Linked DNA regions of Ovis aries: region 1 is linked to region 2. A link is a contact called in public Hi-C data. All regions are on one chromosome and are shown on one strand. Each heading gives the region's core, a stretch centred on a gene start, on an enhancer-like site or on the middle of the called end of the contact. The rest is flanking DNA. Distances are from core to core; before and after follow the strand shown.

What was found. A called contact is a pair of places that touch in the nucleus more often than the background predicts.
Region 1: a contact with region 2 is called in a Hi-C map of hypothalamus, with 3 times the contacts expected there. The contact joins two enhancer-like sites. A contact is called at or near these places in 3 of 16 Hi-C or Micro-C datasets (hypothalamus, liver and skin fibroblasts).

What each region holds. Positions count from the first base shown.
Region 1 is chr7:78,525,655-78,533,204 of ARS-UI_Ramb_v3.0, reverse strand. No RefSeq gene overlaps it. Among named protein-coding and RNA genes, the nearest start is that of ZFP36L1, 170 kb to the left of the region's middle. Within about 2 kb of position 4,539, at least 26 of the 54 cell types and tissues checked have an H3K27ac peak or open chromatin away from gene starts, as enhancers often do. A contact at or near this core is called in hypothalamus and liver, where this site is marked.
Region 2 is chr7:78,145,438-78,153,093 of ARS-UI_Ramb_v3.0, reverse strand. The region is part of intron 7 of RAD51B (RAD51 paralog B); the gene reads right to left. Among named protein-coding and RNA genes, the nearest start is that of RAD51B, 390 kb to the right of the region's middle. Within about 2 kb of position 5,938, at least 29 of the 54 cell types and tissues checked have an H3K27ac peak or open chromatin away from gene starts, as enhancers often do. A contact at or near this core is called in hypothalamus and liver, where this site is marked.

The DNA.
Region 1 (7,550 bases), core at 3,290-5,789, 380 kb before region 2:
CCTGGGACCCGCGCTGTTCATAAACTGCCCCAGCTGCACTCTCACGGCTGGGATGTCACAGGAGCCTGGCTGAATCACAGCCTTGTCCTGGCTGGGGCCGGCGACTGGCTCCTTTTATATAGCATTGGGGGGGATGCAAATGCCGGTGGGGGGAGCCAGGAGCTGGGGGTGGGGTGGCATGCTTTCTTGCCTGGATTTGGGAAATCACAGAGAAAGGATGCATCGGGCCTTGGCATTGTAGCTCTGCCAAGTCGCCCCCTGGCTGACGTGTCCTGATCAGAGCTGTTTGCCCCACAGGAAAAGAATCAGCTTTCTATCAAGTGGACTCTGGGCTCCACCCCAGAGAGCTGGCTCTCCAGAGGACTGGGAGAGTAAGGGGGACTGACCGGTGCTGAATGCATCTTACCCAGCTGGTCAAGGTGGCTCCTGGGCACCATGCTGGGAGGGGTGGGAGGTGGAGTAGTGATGGGCTTCTCTGAGCTGCCCCCACTCAGGCTTTTCAGGCATTGCTTCCCACTGTGACAGCCAAGGGCAGCAGGGCAGGGTATGTTAGGCCAAGAAAGAGTCAGTGGATGGAGGGCTGCAAACCAGAGTTCTGACCCCCTTTTCATGTACGACTGGCCCAGTGACCCTAACTGAGGCCCAGTCAGCTGAGTTCTTTGGCTGGGTGCTCTCCCACCTACCCCCAGGACCCCCGACAACTGCAAGGGTCTGACATGGAGCAACCTCGTCTGCATGGCATCGCTGGAAAAGGCTGGAGTGTGTCTAAAGAGGCTGTTCAGACATCACATCACAGTCCCAGACGGCCGAGAGGTTCTTGCACTCACTTGGCTGCCCTCCCTGGGAAATGCTTTGGATCAGACAGCATTTCTGGGTTGTTTTTGCCTGAGGAAAGTGGTAAGAATTCAGCAAGAGGTCTATCGTTGGAGGAAAAGTCAGTGGATTTACTTAAATAAAAGTGTTTGTAAAGAACCATGGTGTGGTGGGGGAGGTGAGGGGCAGCAGTGCTGGGCTAAGACTGAAGACGCTAGTGTGAGCAAGGAGGCCCAATGATGAGGGAAACTTGTGGCAAAGGGGGAGAAATGTACAGACAAATATGTCTGCGTCTGGAGGAGAAAACAGGTTTTTTTTTTTTTTTTTTTAAAGAGTCTAAGGCGTTCAAGGGGCTTTCCTAGTGGCTCAGACAGTAAAGAATCTGCCTGCAATGCAAGAGACCTGAGTTCAATCCCTGAGTCAGGAAGATCCCCTGGAGAAAAGAATGGCAACCCACTCCAGTACTCTTGCCTGGAGAATCCCAGGGACAGAGGAGTCCATGGGGTTACAAAGAGTCAGACACAACTGAGCGACTAACACTTTCACTTTCAGGGAGTTGAAACGACAGCACTAGGTTGCCCTTGCAAGCACCCATCAACAGTCTCATGCCAAAGAGGTCTTCCCAAGGGTCTACCGGTCCTTCAGTCCCTTGGTCACTTAGCAGACACTTCCTGAGGGCCGCTGAGCCTGGATGCTGAGGTTGAGGGCTCTCCTTGCCCTCAGAGGTCTCCCAGGCAAGCCAGTGATGGTGACACAGTGCGGAAAGAGCAAGGACAGAGAGTGGGCAGCGAGCACGCAGTGAGTGGGCAGGAGCGTGAGCTGAGTCTGCAAGGAAGAGCCGGGAGTCAGCCAGGCAGCCCAAGAGGAAGGACAGCTAATCCAGGCAGAGGGCACGTCTGTGCAACCGTGGAGAGGGGAACGTGCCCCCGCCCTCACCCCAGAGACAGCTGGGACAGGACTGTGATGGGAGCCTGTGCCCAAAGAAGAGGCCCGCCCCGCAGTCTTTGCCTTGGACCCTCCTGATTTTCTGACAGCCAGGCACAAGTGGGCTGAGAAAGCCTCCTGGCATAAGGGCTTCTGCTGAGTCCCCTCTGGCACATCCACTCAAGGCCTGTTCCTGACTTTGGTGCTGGGGTGACCCCCATGGTGCTCGTCTCCATAGGTCACCATCTCCTTTCATACCTAACGCTTTTCTGAGGATCCACTGGTCTCACATGCAAGAGGCAAGTAGCTGGCCTGCACATTCTAAAGGAAGGTTCTGTTCCCAGGAAGTTAGAAAATATTATCACTCTATTTTCTGGATTTCCAGTCTCACGGCATCTCCCTCACCCCAGCTCAGAAAATCTGTTATGAAATCAGTGTAGGTTTAGAATTGAAGAAATATGGTAAATCCTCAAACACACCACCTTTAGATAGAATCTTTGACCTTGTATGTTCAGAATTTCATATATAATCTTTTATTCTTTTCCTTCACGATTGAACACACAGTTGACTGGCTCACATCCAGTGTGCAGTTGATTGAAGCTAAATATTCCTCATGTTCGGCATGCCTAATGATTTCCATCTTTGTCTCAATTATATTAGGTTTATGAGACCTGCACTTCTTATCACTAGCATCAGCACTTCATTTTTCCATTTTCCACTCATTATTATAAAATAATAAGGTTGAAATGCAATAAAATATTTAAATATGTGCACAAACATTGCTGAATGGTCAAAAGGTGACACTGCTGAAATTGAACTGTTGGCTGCCAGGCTGTGTTTCCATGGGATGGCTTGAAATGTTAGTTCATCCGCCAACCTGGGAAAGCTTGAAACCAACATTTGGCTCAAGGAGGAGGGGGTGAGGTGAGGGCTAGAGGTGGTATGGGCCAGTGTTGAATGTACAGAAAAAGAGGGCGGTACCAAAGTCAGAAATACAAACTAAGGGTCATCAGGAATGACCCCACCCTCTGAAGCTCAGTGGGGATATAAATCCTGCCACCTTCTGCCCCAAAGGGCAGGCACTGCCATGCAGTGAGGTTGGTGATGGTTTTTCTCCAAGCGGTTTGTATGACATCACAGATATGCTCCAGCAAACATTCTGACATCTCTGAGGCTGCAGGTACATGAGCGGAAGGGGACTGTAGGGACCCCTATCCTATTTTACAGCTGGAGTGATTCTATACACTCATCACCAGGAGTCAAGTTCTAGGTATCACTTTTCCATACAACTCATGGCAGGCTGGACTGCTGGTGGCAGGGGCCTGCTATCACCTCCAGAGATATGGGGCTTACTGGCAAACAGAGTGATGGAAGGACACTCCATGTTGCTTGAAGACATTCCTCAGCAGACCGAAGAGTGCCTGGAAACAGACACCCAGGGTTTCTCTGCCACTTAGCAACCCTGGCAGCATAGTGTGACTTACATCTCTAGGCTTGAACCTAGTGTGGTCCTTGCAAACTCAGCAGCAGTTCTAGGGGATACACTGAAGAGTGAGTCCTAGACACTCATCAGAGCTGCCTGACACTCAAGAATCTTTTCTCAAAGCTTCTTATCCTTGAATTAGAATACTTCATTTGGAAAGGACTTTTGGAGGAAGTGGTAGGTGAAACCCTGGTCTTTTAGCCCACGACTATCTGGCACCTCAGAGGGGAAAGAAACCAGCGGTGCCTGTAGGAGACTTGACCTCCAGGCCTCTGCCTTGTCTTTCTGAATGGCTCTGGACGACTTCTCTCAATCGCAAAGTTAGAGGGTTGGTTTGCATGAGCTCTAACACTCAAGAGTATTGGTGAACTGAGATAACATGTGAAATGTGAAAATTATAAAGCATGATTCTAAAAAAATAAATCTCAGGAAATATTTCTGGTCTTCACATCTGAGGAATGTGACCAAGGCATTGTGAGACCCACCCTGAAATTCGTAACAAACCATGAAAGGGGTTTTGGGGGCTCCCAGTCAGGCCTAGAACAGCCACATCGAGATCACAGCACCCTTTGCTTCTGAATCAAATCCTCTGAGCCAGTTCCTCCTCCTTCACCTGCCCTGTGGAAGGGTCACAATTTCCTTCCCAGACTCTGAGGGGTCTTGGGGGCTTTGGTCACAAACTTAAGACCAAGCTCACTTTTCAGAATTGCTAAGGCCCACATTTTGTGTTTTGCTTTAAGTTTCCAAGACTTGGTCTGAAAGGCAATGTTTTCCCTGTCATTAAAAGAAGAAAATGGGAAAGAGAAGTGGGTTTTTGACTGGCGTTTTGCAAACCTCCCAGAACACAAGAACTCCTCCTTCTCAGCAGGTAAACAAATACCTGAGCTGGGAAGAAAAACTACCTGGGAGTCTGCAGGGAGCGCCAGCAAGACAAGGGAGGGGCGGGGGTGGGGCAGGGCCAGCTAGCCAGCGAGCTGAAAGCCTACTTTTGTTTGAACCCCATCCCAGTCTTCACTACCTGCCCGTGGGAGGGAGAAGCCTCGCCGGGGCGGGTACGATTTCCCCGAGGGGTCTATTCCTAAAACTGAGCGGGGCACCTCGAGGGCCTGAAAGCTGGGGTGCAGAAAGACCAGGGTAGTGCCTATTCTGGAGCGCCTCTGGGCCCCCAGCTTGGAGGAAGAAGGCATCACCGCCCCCCACCTCCCTCCCCCTCCCCTCGTTCGGGTTGGTTTGCGCTGGAATGCCACGCTTTTCAAAGTGTCTGAGTGATCGGCACTTTCTAAATATACAGCGATGGAGAGATAAGAAACCCAGCGTCTGGCTTCGCGGATTCGTGGCCTTCCTGGCAGCCCCGGGGCTGGGGCAGGGCCGGCCAGCCACCCCAGTGGTTCGGCTGAAACCTCAGCACCTCCTCCCGGGGCCTGCGTTGGAAACTTTGGATTCTGCTCATTCCCAGGGTCCCCAGGTTCCGATCTTTACGTCTGGGACTTGAAAAAAAAAGACGATGAGACACTACCACCCCACCACCACCCCCGCCCCTCGCCTCTTCCTCTTCACCCACCCCCCACGACACAACCCAGGTGACCCAAAAGGCTGAGTCAACTTGGCGAAACACGAGCGTCCCCATCGGGGCGGCCGCCCCCAGCCCCCTTCTCCCCTCGCTCGGCCCCACAATGCGCCCTTGTGCCGCGCCTGCAGCCAGGCCGGGGATTTGGCGCAGGGATGGGGGGAATAACCGTCAGATATTTAAAACAGAGCCGAGGGAACAAAGCAGGTCTTTGTGTACCAAGCAGCCTGGAGCGGGGAGCTGCAGGCGGGCGCGCAAAGTGCTGCCCCAGCGCATGCGCCCAGCGGACCGGCCGCGCTCGGGTTACCCAGAGTTTTCCATCCCGGTCCGCGGAGCCTTCATTAACCCCTTCCCGGGCCGCTCCCCGGGGTCGGCGGAGAGAGAAGCTGGCTTTCATCTGCTGGCCGTTACACGTTTAATTGAAAAAAGAAATAGTCGTTTTCCGTGTTTCTATAGGAAGCACAGATCATTAAAATAAAATGATATACCAGTTGGGAACCCAGATTTTAAATGACCGGGATTTAATGGGACGCTTGGGCCATGTAAAAATCGAGGCATTTCGAAAAGACGCCTTCTTCAGGCGCTAGCGAAACCTTTTTAAAGGCCTAGTTCTTCTGTTTTGTGTATGCTGGGTGACTGGCTGTTTTATTTTCCTGTTTACTGCCACTTGGGATTTGAAAGATATGTTGGTTATTGTCAAGGCCCTGGCTTTTGTTTCGGGTTGTGGGCTGGCCGATGTTTATATATATAAATATATTTTTAAAATAACTAAGTAGAAGTGGAGTGTGCATGGTACAAAGATAAGATTGGGTCACGAACCAAGAAATATAATTCATGCAATCAATGCGCTGGAGTTTCTGAGATAGAAGAGGAAGAAAGATATTAATTATTAAATATTTTGTTGCTTGAGAGGAAGATTATTGAAGAAGTCTCCCAGCTAAGATAGACTAGGAATGACTTAGTGGGGATTGGGTGCACAAAATACCCCATCCTGCTGTATACTGGCAATGATTTCCTCCCTTCCCCCCACCCCCGTAATGGGGGAGTGTCAGGCAGAGGCTGGGAGAAGCTAACTGCAGACTTAGAACTGTGAGTTATTATGCTTGAATTATCCAGATGAATGGGAAAGGCACCAGGTGATCCCAGAGCCTTCAGAATAACGCAGGTTAGATGGAGGCTCCATCAGAGTAAGTCAGGGGGAATGGAAGGCATCAGTGTGGTATCTCATAACTTCTGTGCCGGGACTCTGCTTTAGCTCTCTGCTCTGCCTGTGAACATGCATCTGAGGAATTTATGGCTTTTTCTCTTTCCTTTGTAGCTCAGTTACCAGGTGGTCACAAGAAAGCAAAGAGATTTCTATGTGAGGTCATCTTGGCAACACACTCCCTCATCATCCTTGACCCCTGGGTCTCCAGGGCAACCACTGCTGGGATGTCACTGGCACCAGATTGTGTCCCTTAAAGGCCACGCTGCAGCAAGGGCAGATAAAACAGTTTTGTGGCAACAGTCACGTAGCAGACTCATTCTCAGATGAAGGCTGCTTAGTTAGGATGATGTCAGTGGTTTTTTTCCACTCTCCCTCACGTTCTGAGTCTAGGACAATCTAAGAATGTACCTTGGGATGTGAGGTAAGAGAACAGTGTGGGGAGGGACTTGGCCAAGTATCTTCTCTGGACACAGGGACAAAGTCTCTTTCCTCTCGACTTCCTTAGCCCAGAGCTCATTTCCTCTCCCTCTCCCAGCTCAATAAAAGAATTTTATCTTTATCTGCAGGACATTGTGGTAGACGGTTTCCAAAATGGCAGCCCTCAACCATTTTCGGGCTAGGGTTGGTATGCTGCTTCTCACCTCTTGAATCTAGGCGGACCATAGAGACTTGCTTGACCATTAGAATATGGTGGGAGTGACATCCTGGAACTGTTAAGACTTGGTCATGAGAACCTTGTGATCTCTGTCTGCGTCTCTTAGAACCTTCAGTCCTGACACGCTACCTCTAGAAACCAGTCACCATCCTGTAAGAAGTCCAGGCTACACGGAAAGGCCAGAGGTAGAGGTTCTCTTGTCAAGAACCCTAGCTGAACTCTCCACCAGCATTCATGTCACTGCCAGCTTGTGAGTGAGGATCACGTGGCTGTCTAGCTCAGTAGAGCCTTCAGATGACTCTAACAGGGGCCGCCATTTGACTCTAACTGCAAGAGATTCTGAGTGAGAGCCAGCCAGCTGAGCTCAATCAGCAGGGATGTAAGGGATAGTAATAAATTATTTTAAGTTGCTGAGTTTGAGGGTAGTCTGTTCTGTAGCAATTGGTAATTGAATGGGGATAAAATGCTGGAGAGTGAAAAAGCTGGTTTAAAACTCAACGTTTAAAAAACTAAGATCATGACATCTAGTCTCATCACTTCATGGCAGATAGAAAGGGAAAAAGTAGAAGTGACAGATTTTCTTTTCTTGGGCGCTGAATCACTGCGGATGGCGAAAGCAGCCAGGGAATGAGAGGATGCTTGCTTCTTGGAAGAAAAGCTACGGTAAACCTAGACAGTGTATTAAAGAGTCAAGACATCACTTTGCCAACAAAGGTCTATATAGTCAAAGGTATGGTTTTTCCAGTAGTCATGTATGGATGTGAGAATTAGACCATAAAAAAGGCTGAGCACTGAGAAATTGATGCTTTCGAATTGTGATACTAGAGAAGACTCTTGAGAGTCCTTTGGACAGCAAGGAGATCAATCCTAAAGGAAATCCTAAAGGAAATCAACCCTGAAT
Region 2 (7,656 bases), core at 4,689-7,188:
TCTATAGTTTAAAATCCCAGGTTCTGCTAATACTACTGAGGTGTGTGGTCTACATTCAAAATTGAAGGAAAAGATCGATTTCATTAAAAGGTTAGTGAAAATGGAGATGTACTTTTTTTTTCTTATCCAAGTTCACAGATATCCTGAATTCAGGGAGAAGAGGGTTCCACTGACGCTAGGATGAGAATCTCTTATCCTATTCTTATATAGAGTAAAAACAAGCAGAAGAGTCTCTTTTAATCTAGCAGCAACATGAGATTCCACAAAATTATGCAGACCAAAGTTGCTGAGAAAGCCGACAACTCTGAAGAAATATAGCTGAAGAAACAGCATGAAGTGGCACTAACTACAAAGGCTTCTTGGAAAAGGCAAGTCCTTTCCAAATTCTTAAAGAAATGCAAACACACTGGGGACACTGACTGATTGAAATATACAAGCCCCAGCTCACACCACACATCAAGGTAAGAACTAGACAAACTAGAATTAAATATAATTAAAACTATTCAAAACTAGGAGAAAATATGGATGCTTTTTTTTGTTTGTTTGTTTTTAGTGATTGTTGAAACAGAGCAGGATTTAGCAGAGAACTTGAGGCTAAATAAATACACTCTGTCAAACATATGGCAATATAGTGAAGTCAGGAAGAGGACAGGCTCCCAGGCCAGGCTGCCTAGGTTTATGCCTCTTCCGTCTATATGACATTCTGTGCCTTAATTTCCTCAACAAGGAAACAGAGATAATATTACCTACCTCAATGATTTGTTATAAAGAGAAAATACATACATATAAAACTGTTGACATGGTAGTTAAGTGCTAAAAATGTGTCTATTATTTATTACAGTTTCTTTAAAAGTCCTTTCAAGCCTAAAAGTAACTATAAAGGAAAGTACTGATATATTTGATTACACAGAAATTTAAGACTTTTAAATAGCATTGGTTCCATAAACAAAACTAAAAGGTAAATGAAAAATTAAGGAAAATAATTGAAATGAATATGAGAGACAAAAGATTAATGGTCTTACCGCAAAAAGAGTTCTCACAAATCAATATAAAAACACACACTAACATTCCAATAGACAGATGAACAAAAGACATAAACAGACGACTCACAAGAGACAAAATACACATAGAAAATTTGCTCAAAAGAAGGTTTAAGGATGTGAGAAAATACCTGAAGTAAACTGTTAAGTAGAAAAAAATTGGACCAAAACTACATACAGCAGCCTATCAACTTTATAAAAATACAAATACACTGAAAAGAGAATGGAAGTAAGGCGTCTCTGGATAGAGGGTTGTGAGTAAGTGATTTTTATATTCTTCTTTATATTTTGCTGCCTTTGTGAATGGAGAATTTGACCAAGTTTACAATGGGAAACATTTCTTTTTAAGAGACAAATAAAATAACACTGCAGTATTGCTTGGAATAGTGAAAAATTAAAAGTCCTCTAAATGTCCATTTATGGCAAATGGGTTAGAAACATGCATATATTCAAATAACTTCATAAGCAGCTGTTATAAAAGAATGAAGTATATTTTTTCTGCCATGTTTTAACATAGAAAGAAACAAGTTACAAAACAGTTAAGTATAACCTCATTAAAAATATTATGTATATTTCTTCACTATTTGCCAAAAGATGCATGTGTGTGTGTGTGTGTGTGTATGATGGAATGAGAGAGGGTGGATGAGAAGCAGGAGAATAAATTAGGGTCTAAGGGAGTATACTGCATTTCCAGAGTCTAAGATAGGATCACATTTAAATGTATATTCAAAAATACATATCCAAGCTAGATTCACATCATTTTATATGGCTTCTATTTCACCATCATATAATTTTTCAAGATCAAAATTTGAGGCCCTACACAATTTCCAAGGAAAACCAGGACCTCATCGGGGTCTGAAGCTCAAAATGTCCACAGCTAAAATACAATAAACAATTTTTTTTAGACTACAATTTGCTTTCCAGGTGGCACTAGTCGTAAGGAATCTGCCTGCTAATGCAGGAGACACAAGAGACGATGATTCGATCCCTGGGTTGGGAAGATCCGCTGTAGTAGGAAATGGTACCCCACTCCAGTATTCTGGCCTAGGAAATTCCACGGATAGAGGAGCCTGGCAGGCTATAGTCCATGCGGTTGCAAAAGAGTCGGACACAATTGAACACACACCTTTATTTTGCTGTTTTCAAGTTTTAGCTGCTTGCCTGTGAAAGTAAAAGTCGCTCAGTCATGTGCGACTCTGCGACCCATGGATTATACAGTCCATGGCATTCTCTAGGCCAGAACACTGGAATGGGCAGCCTTTCCCTTCTCTAGCAGATCTTCCCGACCCAGGAATCGAACCAAGGTCTCCTGAATTGCAGGCAGATTCCTTACCAACTGAGCTATCAGGGAACCCAGGTCTCCCACAGTGCAAGCGGATTCTTCACCAGGTGAGCCACGAGTGAAGCCCTGCTTGACTATAGGTATATTCAATTCCTTCACGAATTTGAGCCCTCTCTCTTTTGTAGAAGCTGCAAAAGACCTCTTAGAAATAAGAGACTCAGAAAGGAAAGCTATTGGCTATGAAAGACACTCCTTCTAAATTCTCGATAAAAGCCAGTTCTTTCCTGAGCCTTTCAGGTTGTGAAGGCTTCCCAGGTCCATCTTTATGGGCATGAGCCTAAGGCAACATAGCTGAGTGAGAATGGCATTCAGTCACAACAGACACTGGTGGTTTTCCTCTAACATTAGAAAATGAAGAATTTGTACATAAATATATTAGCATCTCATTTTTAAACAGCATCATTCTTTCTTGTCATCAAAAACAGTACTTCACACTTTTATAAGGATGGAGCTGAAAAAAGTACAGACCTAAAGTCTGAAGGAAAAATTCAGTAGGAAAATGAGCAAAGTTGTTGGGTCCAGCAGTCATGGAGGCAACTGAAGTGAGCTGGTGTACATGGAGGAACTGATGTGGTGCTCACAGGACACTTCAGAGAAGAGAGTCCATCATGGAAAAGTGTCTTCTTAAAACTTTTTTTGTTTTTCTAACATTAGAGTCAAATGACAACTCCTTCACATTCCTCCAAAAGCTTCCATAGGTTTTAAGCTATTTACTAGCATTTTAAAGAGAAAAGGCCAGGGTCCTCTCCCCTTTTGCAGCTACACTCCCTTTAAAAAACAAAAAAACACATGCTTGGCTCTTTCACCTTATGCTTTTAAGAAGGAATTTTAATGGGATGGAGCTTCTCGTGGTGCACACACTTAGGAGGGAGGAGCAGAATAGTAAATTATACCCTGCAAAGATTCTGAGCCCACCGGCCACTGCCAGTGATGTCCTGTCCATAAACATAATCTGTCTCTAAGAAAGGGAAAAAAAATGTCCTCCTTGAAAGGTACAGCAGAGAGAAGATGAATTACTTTTCTTCAGGATCCGTCATATAAGAACCAAGGGCTCGTCAGTGACTGCAAACAGCAGGGCTGTGACAACTAGTCAAAGACACACTTTTTTTTTTTTTCTCCCAGCATCTCTCTTTTCTCTGGAAGCATTTTCCTCCCAATTAATATAAGTTATGAGGCTGCACTGGAGATATCCATGAACTGACACTCAAGAACATTACTTGGCTTTATTATGTTTGAAAATCAAGGCAAACTGACATCTCTGGCTTGTATCCATGAAGGGGGAGGCGCCAGAGCCTCTGGTCACCCTTTGCCACAGTCCAGCCACTGCACTGGGGCTGGGCCCCTAGCTCGCCCCTCCTGTTTTGTTTTGCCAATATTCTACCCTTGCCCCACAAATGCCCCGTAATCCTCAGTTGTATCTCATTATTTTCTTACTATTAGATCCCAGTCCCTCAGGTCTCCGGTTTTAAGATGTTATTTAAATACATGTATAAGGCCCTCAGTGAAGGCTGGTCATCCTAAGGTTATGACCAACCTTGGGCATACCCTCAAGGCCTGTTGCTGGAGAAAATTTGGGGGAAGATCTGGCCTATTTTGGGTAAGGCTTTTCTCCCTATGGACAAAAAATAATAAAACCATGGCCACTGTGCTTTTTTCATTTTGGAAATACAAATCTAGAGAATTCTGTATGATTCAAAAACATCTGATGAAAGGAGCTGACTACATTTTGGTTATGTCTCTGCATCTTGAGCATTATAATGGGAAAACTAAGTTTCTTGACTCAGAAGCAAACATGGAAACAAGCCATGACTCATTTCTGTCATTGTTCTATTCCAGAAACTTAAAAGCATGGCCTGCGTACTGAGGATCCCACATAAACACGCAGAGACACATTTGCTGTTGTCCTCAGAGCAGAAGATATCACTTAATTGAAGGGTATGAGAATAAAACACAGGACAAATGGTGGCAGGGAGTGGGGAGAGGGGGTAGCGAGGAGTGATGAAAATAGCGAAACGATCATAAATAAATAATTCAGAATGGATGCTCAGTACAAAAGTGGAGCCAAGCCAGGCTATAGTTCCGAGGCTGCATCTCGGGTTATTTTGAGCAACACATTTATTCACTAAAGCACCAAAGCAGCTATTAGAGGAAACAATAAAGAGGTCCCTTCCCCCTGGAAATTTGAGTCTTGCTTTGGAATTTTTATGACATTTCATTCTTAACAAACAAGAAGGTCTCACAACCCTCTTTGAGCTTCAAAGCCTCCCCACGGTGGTGGCCTGAGATGGATATCCGTGGCCTGATTTATGTACGTTGTTTCAGGTATTCTCAAAAGTCACATAGTTTATTCTTTATGAACAAGTGGCATCTCTGGAGGGCGAACAAACAAACAAAACCCCCAAATCCCTAAGCTGCAGGCTTGCCCTGATTACTGTGACTCACCTGGGTCCCATCAACAAGGAGCCTTCACGTCACCAATGTCTTCCCTGAAAACTCAAGTCAGGGCCGGCACCCTCAGCTATAAGCTAAAAATACCCTGAGATTCCCAGTTGGAAAGTAGAGTAGGGTGTGGTGGAAGTACGGTAAACTGTAGTCCAGTTCATGCAACAAGTGGGTTCCTGAAAAGTCAAGGTTTAAATACTTCTTTTTTCTTCGCTTTTGTAAATGGAATCATTTACAATTCACATCAGGAAGCATGCTATTTAATGAAAATCCGATTGTGGCTCCAGTTGTAAGGAATGCTTTTATAATTAAAATAAGACCTTTCTGTTTGATCCATTTTACACATTCAGACTTGGTTTCATTGGGATGCCTTGAGGTAGAGTATACTTAGAGTGCTATCGCTAGACTTAAATATGGATTGTTTTGTTACAACGATATTCTTTTTCAGCAAAAAATCCGAAGAAGTATTTCTGCACCCCCAAGCTCATCCCCTTTACAACGTGAAAGGACAACGCCAGAGCAGCTCCGTTTAGCACAGCACATCCTGTGGCTCAGGAGGGGCTCAGGGCAGCAGACACTTCCAGCACTGCGACTCGGGCAGAGCAGCATCAGGGGGAAGAAACAGAGGCAGGGTCCCACAGAGCACGTGGCAGCATTTCTAAACCCGCTAAACAGCTGAACCAAGATCAGGCTGTTCTTTCAAAACCAAAGCCCTTCTGTATACCTGAGTTAATGAGGGCAGCATTTTCAAGCTTGGTCCAGCTTGGCCCCTGCTGCCCCTCGGCCACACCCGCCGACACCACTTGGGGACAAGGGCTCAGGCCTCTTTTCCCCAGACCCTCCCTGACCCACTGGCACACAAGGGCAAGAGTGCCAGCGCCACTGGGTGCGTCCATCTAGATTTGCCATTTCACAGCAGCTGCCTGCAGGCCCTGTCTACATGGATGCAATGGGGCATAGAAATTAAAATGCTGGGGAGCTGGAAAAAAAAGGAAAGAGGGAAACCTTAAAGACAGTATCTTGGAAGCATATGTTTTAGAATCACTGCAGCCAGCTCCCTGTCAAGAAAATATTGGCCAGGTTGGTTGGTCCAATCTCCTGCAACCACAGATGGTTTATGCCTCACAGCTCGGGTCCCTGCTCCAAGAGCAGCAAGAAACAAAGGCTATCGTGCTATGTGGTGTAGTAATTCTGCCACCTAGTGTTTCACACGGAAACAAACAAATATCTTTAAAAGTAGATGCAGTGTTAAAAGAGTAAAAAGAACCAAGAACACTGCTAAACTGCATTTTTTCTTTCTTTCTTTCTTAAAAAAAGAGCATCCTTCATTTATGCTGGCATCCTGGGGAGGCATCACCAACAATCACAATAATCCTTTTCTCCTTTGAATGGAAAGACGGGGAACATTAGGTCTCAAGTTCAGGATGTGAAGGAGAAACGAGGATAACCTCAAAAACCCATTTTAATGATTTTTAAAAGGCTGAGTCCCTCCATGGAAGGTAAATAGCACTAATAGAATAAAACAAGCCAGGAAGTAAAAACCATCTGGGCAGGCGCAGTGTAGCCACTATACTTTCTGCCTTAGAAAGAAAAGAAACCAGGGATTGCTCCACAAGGCACTGTCACCTGTGTATGCATGTATCAGGGGGTAATGAAACGAACCGCGGGCTTAGAGTGAAAGCCTGGGTTTGAGACCCAACTCAGCACCCACCTGTGCTGGGTGAGTTACTCTGTATCTCTGAGCTTTGTTTTTCTTTTCTGGAAAACAGTTGTACTTATGCCTGCTTTTCCTACTTTTACAAAACTGTCCAGAGGATCAGTTTGAACATGTATGCAAAGGCGCCTGTCAGCTAGAAAGCACTATGGAGACCATCTCCGCTGCTCTGTCGTACCCTTCCTTGGCTGACAGCATCAGTTACATCTACGGAGCCCTCTGTGTGAAGGGCTTGCATAACCAATTTGTGTTTATTCTCAAATAAGTATACTTCCCAGGTGGCTCGGTGGGTCAACAATCTGCCTGCAATGCAGGAGACTCAGGAGATGCAGGTTCGATCCCTGAGTTGGGAAGATCCCCTGGAGGAGGGCATGGCAACCCTCTCCACTATTCTTGCCTGGAGAATCCCCATGGACAGAGGAGCCTGGTGGGCTACAGACCACAGTGTCACAAAGAGTTGGAGACCAATGAAGCGGCTGAGCACAGCACAAATGTCTTTACGATTATAAGAAGTATTAAATTAGAAAATGTTCAAATAGCTTATGCAACATAGGAAAGTCTCCCCCACTAGAGTAGAGAAGGAATTTGTATTATCGTGTAAAATCAGGTTATTCCAAATGTGTCTCCTCAAAGTTACATTCCCTTGAGAATGATGAGGTTATCTTGATCAGCTGTTTTTACTAAAATCCATATATTTGTCCATGTTCTTAAAGTTATAGAGAATCTGAACCGAAATTTCCTTCTGGGGGCACAGCTTTTGTTGTGATAATAACCCAGGCATCAGGCCATACTAACTAAATGGTATAACTTCAGGCAAGTTGCTTGGAGTTCTCAATTTCAGTTTCTGAAAGCACAAAACGTAAGGGGCAAACAAAACTGCCCCTCCCAGTTCAATGATGAAAAGCTGTTCTTCTGCTTTTGACAGTAAAATTTCAAGAAAATTTAAAGCTCCTGGTAGACCAGCTACAATGTGATCTTCAGAAAAGTCCTAACGGTGTGTAAGTTTTCAATCACAAGATACAAAGGACAGCATCAGGAGAGAGAGCCACTGAGGGATGGGGGGGTGTGTGCCCTCTATCAGAATCTTAAAGCTAATCAGAAACCACCACAGGCTAAAA